2 separate regions of the Zea mays genome follow, and region 1 is linked to region 2. The links are chromatin contacts, called in public Hi-C maps. All regions are on one chromosome and are shown on one strand. Each heading gives the region's core, a stretch centred on a gene start, on an enhancer-like site or on the middle of the called end of the contact. The rest is flanking DNA. Distances are from core to core; before and after follow the strand shown.

The links. A called contact is a pair of places that touch in the nucleus more often than the background predicts.
Region 1: a Hi-C map of leaf shows a contact between it and region 2, with 3 times the contacts expected there. The contact joins the promoter of LOC103643439 here to the promoter of LOC100284633 in region 2. A contact is called at or near these places in 2 of 25 Hi-C or Micro-C datasets (ear and leaf).

Annotation. Positions count from the first base shown.
Region 1 is chr1:235,363,462-235,367,258 of Zm-B73-REFERENCE-NAM-5.0, forward strand. LOC103643439 reads left to right here and starts at 2,134. Exons shown (of 2, transcript XM_008666621.3): 1 at 2,134-2,956. The coding sequence starts at 2,426.
Region 2 is chr1:235,227,372-235,231,261 of Zm-B73-REFERENCE-NAM-5.0, forward strand. LOC100284633 reads left to right here and starts at 1,832. Exons shown (of 4, transcript NM_001157528.2): 1 at 1,832-2,103; 2 at 2,200-2,303; 3 at 3,821-3,890. The coding sequence starts at 1,923. It overlaps TRNAT-UGU (transfer RNA threonine (anticodon UGU)), which reads right to left and starts at 1,756; the gene lies at 1,685-1,756.

The DNA of each region.
Region 1 (3,797 bases), core at 884-3,383, 140 kb after region 2:
TCGTACACACATATCACATTGATGAAGTCAAGCATGTAAATAGAACTTGTTATATTAGCTACATCTACTATTGAGTTCGAATGGCTCAGAAAGCTTTTGTTAGATTTATCAACTGTGGAAAAACTTATTCCAACTACCCTTATAAACCGCTATAACCAAACAATTATCATGAAAGTGGCAAGTTCAAAGGATAATTTGAGGTTCTTAAGACATGTGAGAAGACAATCAAAGTCTATCAGAAAATTGAGAAAAAAAACTCTTGAGTAATATCTATCGATTATGTGAATACATCTAAGAATGTGGCATATTCATTCATGAAAGGTCTATCAAGGAATGAGATAGATAATGCATCAAAGAAGATGGATTTGAGGCCCACATAAGTTGCACATGGTGGCAACCAAATCTTCATGGTCAAAGATCCCATGAATTAGGATTTAGGAAAACAAGTTATAAGTGTAACTAGGTGAGTATACATTATATTACCCACTCTAGTGAAGATGTATTACTCTCTAGTTTGTAAGGAATGATGTTTTTTGTCTTAAAGTGTTCACATGATTAAGAGCGAGATCCTGTCATATAGGATATTCTTGTACGAATACACCTATATGAGCTTACCATTGGTCGTGGTGAGTTATGTAAATGATTTAAGAATCTCATGAAAGAGATAGGAGTATGACTTAAAAATTTCTACATGAGGAAGTAGCCTTTTAGGCATCATGTATTGTTCCTACACTTAAGTGAGACCAGTTCACACAAGACTACAAATTCAAGGCATAGTCCATTGAATAGTTGTGAGTTGGTGTAACTTTTGAGTTTAGATGGATGCTCAACTTAAAAATTTTCATCATAAAAATGGTATATCAAATAGTGTTTGAGGATATTTCAAGAGTTGATTAGGTTGTTGTCTTTGAGACCCAGTGGAGGATTGTTGGAGTGCATGGGCTAAAGTCATATTTATCTTCCAATAAAATTTAGAATTAATCTCAAAGACCCACTCCTACGTGGTGAGATGATGGAAAATTAGTTCCACATGAATAGTAAAGGTGGTTATCTTGAGCAAGCTCACATATAAATTAGGGGAACATCCTTATCTAAACAAGATGAAAAAAAATTCTATGTTCCTTAGTACTAGGCGACCTCAGGCTCCCTCCATCCCTGACACAGGTGCGACGACGGTTCGTGGGGGGAGAGAAAGCTACGAGCAACTTGGGTTTACCTAAGCAAAAAGTTGTGCAGCATTTTAGCACACTTGTCCTCCTACGAGGGCAAAGGAATAGCACGTAATCGCGGATAGTAGAACGCCTACTTCTCTCTACTAATGAACAACATAAGTTTCCGAGAAGATATAGTCGTTCCTCAGAGTCGCCAATTCCAATTGAGCAACTCCAACAACCTAGGTAAAATGTTTAGATTCGGTAAAAACAAAGAGAAAAATCTAGTTTAAAACGCATCCAACAGATTCACTATTTATCTTTCTTCTGTATCTTGCTTGGTATTTTCTCCCCCTTAGGCCATGTTTGGTTCTACCCCAATCCATATGAATTGAGGGGGATTGAGAGGGTTTCAATCTCTAGTAAGTCAAAATCCCCTCCAATCCGTATCAATCCCCTTCAATCCATATGGATTGAAAATAACCGAACAAGCCCTTACTGATTATATTTGAGGAGGACATACAAACTCAAAAGTTGCATCACCCTCCATCCCTCCTGCATGCACGTTTCGTACGGCCCAACAACTATGGAACAGCGGTTGCATGTGAGGCAAGGAAACAAAATACCTATTGGTTACTTTACTTTTTATTTAGCTATCTATTTCAAATAGTTACTCTACCTTTTATTTCGCTATCTATTTCAGATGGTCTTCTATAACATTATATATTTAGCTATAATTATACATAAGCTCTTGAAGATGCTCTTAATCCCGGTCCGTTTTTAAGCATTTTGGTTGCAAACTTGCGCGCAGCCCCCCTGTCCTCGCTGGCGCCAGTGTTTGTCTGCCTCTTGCGCGGTCACTACAAAGCGGTCTCTGCCACGTTTTCTAATAGGCCCGACCGTGACCTGTTTTTTTTTTAAAAAATTCCTCCTCGCCTTAGCTTTCGCGATCGAGCTGGTCTACCTCTACGTGCCAAGGCCCTGAGTTGCAGTCATGATCCCCACAAGCAACACCGCGTTCGCGTGCGCCTGTAGAAAACTGTGGCCAGCGGCCTCTTCTAAACTCGATCGAGCAGGTGACGCACATAGCTAGCTAGCCTAGCTGAAGTTCTTTATCCGGTCAATTCAAGCCGCCAGATACGATCACAAGAACACAGTTAAGAAGCTTCCAAGCCTCTGATTGCTTCCGGCGCGGTGACATGTCATGTCTCCAGTCTCCTGGGCGCCGGCCGTCGTCGTCGTTGCGGCTCTAGCTGGCTAGCGTGGCGAGGACCATGCCTGCTGTGCTTAACGAGAACGAGGATGGCGCCGCCGCTGCCGATCTCGAGAGGCAGCAGTGCTGGTGCTCCTGCTCCTGCTCCTGCCTGCCGTTATGCCTCTGGCCGGGCGCGTCCGGGTCCCGGGGTCCCAGGAAACCCGGCGGCACGGGAGCGAAGAGGAGGCGGTGGCGTCGCAGGCTCAAGCTGTCATGGCTGGTGTGGCCGTGGTCTCCGAAGAGCGGCAAGGGGGATGCGGGCGGCGGCGGCGATGACAGCAGCAAGGAGGGGATGAAGAAGCGGAGGAGGAAGGACGGGCGGCGCAGGCTCAAGCTGTCATGGCTGGCGTGGCCGTGGTCACGGAGAAGCGACAAGGGGGACGCGGGCGGCGACGGGGACGACAGCAGCAAGGAGGGGAAGAAGCGGAGGAGGAAGGGAGGGCGACGCCGGCTGCTGCTGCTGCTGACGACGACGACGTCGCTGCAGCTCAAGAAGGCGCTCGCGTCGGTCGTCTCCGGGGAGAGCGCCCTACTGCCTGCGCCGGCCAAGGTACGTCCGATCCGATCGGTGGTGGAGTGGAGGTCGATTGATCGTGTCATGGGCGCGGTCGGTTCTCTGTCCTCACCGCGACTACTCACCGCTGCTTGCTCGATGGGTATCGTTGACTTTGTCGTGCTTATTAACTATATCTATATTTGCTCTAAATATTTCGGGTAACTACAAGAACACATATAACTTAGTTTTTATAAATAAATAATAATTATATTTAAATAAATATCTTAATAATTATTTATCTATACTACTCTGTTAAAAATCTAATGTGAGTATCTGATGCTACCATAACTTTGTGGACCCTAGCGCCCACGCAGCAAGCTACTGCGTCTGTTTAGCCCCCGATTCTATCCACGCAGCTACCACACCGTGCAAAAAATGTAGAGCGAGCACTCGAATCCACACTACAGCTCTAGAAATTTGTGGCTAACCATCAGATCACACGTATCTTAGCGTTTAGAAATAAAAAATAATTATATTTAAATAAATATCTTAATACTTATTTATATGATATATAAAAATCGTATCAAAACACTGGTTACTGTTTTAAATATTAGTGCTTAGTTTTGACGTGGACGGTGTAATTAGAGGCTAGTTGTAGGTGGGTGGTTTAACGGGATCGACCGGCGTCGTCGTGGGCTCGTGGCCATGGGCGCCGCGCGAGGCTGCGTCATATCATTGACCCACCAACGCCGTCGCCGGCCTCTCTCTCTCAAAGTGGCGCATCACTGTTGTGACTTGTGAGGTTTTATTTTAGGCGTGCGTGCGACTACGGCTATGGGTTTACGGTTTACTAAAACCTCTTGGACTGGACTGCTAGCCCTGTTTTCCTGACTGA
Region 2 (3,890 bases), core at 582-3,081:
CTGCCCATATGAAGCCTGGAGGCAAACATACCAAATATAAATGCATCAACAAGTTGATGCACAAACACATTCTAGAGTACCCTAAACCCACTAGACAGTCGGTGGCTGCCTGAGTGCATAAAACATCAGGATTATGAGGATCAAACCCCCTATGCCCTTGCATATACACCTCCACATTTGTGGGTGTACGACCGATTTTGACTTCATGTACATACAAGTTAGAATGACATATTTTTATGTATTTCGAAGTTAGAACATACTATGACATACCATTCGTTTAGCCAAGCGCACATGTCCATCGCCATCGTAGTTGTGGAACGACTTAGTACCATGGTTTCCCCTAGTCCTTTCGGAAATGGTGCGAAACTCAGGGGATCCCACCACCTATGTTGGGCTTTGTGGCTAAGTAGAAATAATGTTTTTTTAGAAAAAAGTTTGTTGCTTTTCTGTGCAGGGTATCTTTGGAGTCGTTCACTGGTTCGTTCGTGGGCACCTATGAAACGACTAGATTCGTAGGAGGTTGCGGTGAAGCCATCGCGTCTTTTGTTGCTCGTGGCTATGAAGTGTTTTTCTTAGGTTCATGGGTGGTGATCTAGTCTAAGAATTGATAGTCACTAAAGTGTACTCGGCCGATTAGTAATGTTGGGCGGTGTGTTCCATTGGAAAACAGACCGAAAGATGTAACTCAAGCTTTGAAGTTAATATATCTTCCTTTTCCAAAAAAGTGTAGATAAAAAGGATGATGGGGTGCAAGCAACGCAGCAGCCGCTGGAGCTCACATAAGAGAACACTGAAGCGAACTAGCCTTCACCATCTCAAGATGATGCAACTGGTAACAATCAAGCCACAACAAATGGCACCGTTAGCAATAATCCTCCCTTGATCCCTTGAAGTTTGTATGGAGTAAGAAAAAAAATTAGGCTCTGTTCGGTTGTTTGGGATTGGAGGCCCGGATTAATTCCTACCCGGATTACTTCTCTAATTTATATATATTTTGATAAGCTGTAATGAATCCTGACTTATTCCGGTACAACCGAACGAACCCTTAGAGAGAGAGTGCTTTGAAGATCTAGGACCAGGTGATCTTTATGGCTAACGATCATGATTTCATGATCGATGAAATTGTACTATATGCCTACACTGAGTTAGTATATGACATCGTGATTAATTATATTCCTATGTACGTGTTGATAGAACACTGTTTTTTATTAAATAAAACGGATGATGTTTGATTTTATCTGAGTCAACTGTTGGCTCGCCATTGAAATATGTGCATTGATGCGTCGGTTACAGTTTTTCTATAAAAAAATATTTGTTACAATCATTATTATTTAATCAAGCATAATATACTCGTATGATTCTTAAGAAAAAGTATGATAGAAAATGTAGTGCTACTCGGTATGAGTCTAGAGAAAAAAATCCTGACAAAATCGTTTTTAGTTCTTGTGAATAATCTTGGCAAAGCGTTTTTTTAGTTCGCGATTGGATCTTTCACATGATATCATTCTTCACGAGTTCGCGTTCCCTTCATTACTTAGGAATAATATTGTGTGTCTTGGGAAAAAAAGATCGATTTGGATTTTGAAAACTGGATCCAAACAGGTCCGAAATGACTAGGAAGTTGCGATTCTGGAATTTAAAATTATAATCAGAAATGAAGACTAGAAAACCAAAAAATAAAATATGCCCCCATGCAGGATCGAACTACAGACCTTCAGTTTACAAGACTGACGCTCTACCACTGAGCTATAGGGGCAATTGTGATTTACGTCTTTGTGTAGGATATATATGTATTTTTCAGATTTTTTACTATAGTGTACAACCCACCGCCCGCGTCTCTCTCGTTACTCCTCCGTCCTCCCTCCGCGTTTACACCCGCCGCCACTCCTGCCTTGGCGCCGTAGCTAGCAAAGGCGATATCCATGGCGAGCCCTGCACGGATCGAGCTGGACAAGCTGAGCGTGGAGCAGCTCAAGGGGCTCAAGGAGCAGACGGATCTGGAGGTCAACCTCCTCCAGGACAGCCTCACCAAGATCCGCACCGCCGCCACCCGACTCGAGAACGCCTCCGCCGCGCTCCAGGACCTATCCCTCCGCCCCCAAGGCACGTAACTTCGTACCCGCGTCGCTCGTTTCGTTTCCTCTTCCTTTCCGGCGGCCGATTGATGGCTAACCCTTCGCGTCGATGGTGGGTGTGCAGGGAAGAAGATGCTCGTGCCGCTTACGGCGTCCCTCTACGTTCCCGGTTCACTGGACGACGCGGAGAAGGTCCTCGTCGATGTCGGCACCGGTTACTTCATCGAGGTAACCTGGCTTGTTGTAGTTGTTTTATACATGACTGATATATTAGCTAGAAAACTTATCTAGATTGTAATGTGGATTTCAACCACTAAAGTTTCTTATTGTATCAAAAACACCGGTGGCATTCTCGTATACTTAGGGGTGACAATGGACTCTAAATTTTACACTATAAAATGTAAGGATCGTATCGGGTTAGGATCAGGCCCTAATTCTATTCATTTTTGAACTAAAAATAATTTAGAGCCCTAGCAATTTGTGAAGAAACATTTGGATCATGATCCATTACCACCCCTACGTATACTCGATGACTGAATAACAGACATCACATTATCAAATTGAAACTGAATATTGATACTTACAGAAGGAAAAAGGTTGGTTGCTAAGTTTTGGTCAGCCTTTCAGACAGAGAAGCTACAGTTATTAGCCTTGTAATCTTCTTATGATTTCTTCACTCAGCATTTCCAAGAGCTAGAAGGAGAAATTTGGATATTTGGGACTTCAAACATCGTGCTTTGTACTTTTGCCATAACGCTGACTTCACAAAAAAGGACTCATAACATGTGACACTTGATTTCAATGTCATTGTCTGTATTTTCTTTCTTTTCTAATCTCTCTCCTTGTATTAGCACCTGAAAGGACACTTTTGCTCTTCTGTCCTTTTGCACCTGCATACTTATATATGTACTGGGCACTTGGGCTTCCTGTTTGCCGCCTGGGCAGGCAGGCTTTCTGGCTGCCGCAAAAATTCTGGGCAATATCCAGTAACACATAATAGATAAAAATTCTGGGCATACCACACAATAAGAAGCACAAATGAATTCATCTCGCAAATTCATGAATTTAGATTAAACAAGTTCATCCCGTAAAATCATAATTTTGATCTAAACAAGTTCCATCTGATATCAAATAAATCACGAGTTTACAAAATAAAGCCTTCACATATCACTATCACAAAAATATCATTTCAGGTGCTAAATACAAGGAGAGATTAGATAAAAGAGGAGAAATACAGAAAATGTCATTGAAATCAAGTGTCACATGTTTTGAGTCAACCTTACAAATCGCAAGAGTTTGAAGTGTAATGTTTGGAGTCCCAAATTTCTCCTAGAAGAATAATCCCTAAATCAGTAAATTCTTATTCCAACTCACCAAAATGAGTAGATAGCAAAGGTTTTGCATTCCTCCTATAGTTGTCAATAATATCTTCCTCAAAAAAGGCGAAGGGTCGAAAAACACGTGATGGGTTGAAAAACTTGCACCCAGCCCCACCCTAATCACAACCAACCAGTAGCCAGGCCAGCAGCGTCTGCAACCAGCCAGGGGCGGCTTAGGCGTTGCAGATTGCCGGTGAGAGGCAGGCGAAGGAAAAGCGCGTGAGCGATGAAATTTCTTCAACTCCATGGCACCAGTTCGCAGATTGATAGCACCGAGCACACGCACTTAGACTTAGACGATGCACTATCGTGATTAAACAGTAATACAGTATGCCTACTCAAATGTTTCTGTTTTTTGCTGCGCAGAAAACCATGGCTCAGGGGAAAGAATACTGTGAAAGGAAAATTAATTTATTGAAGTCAAATTTTGATGAAT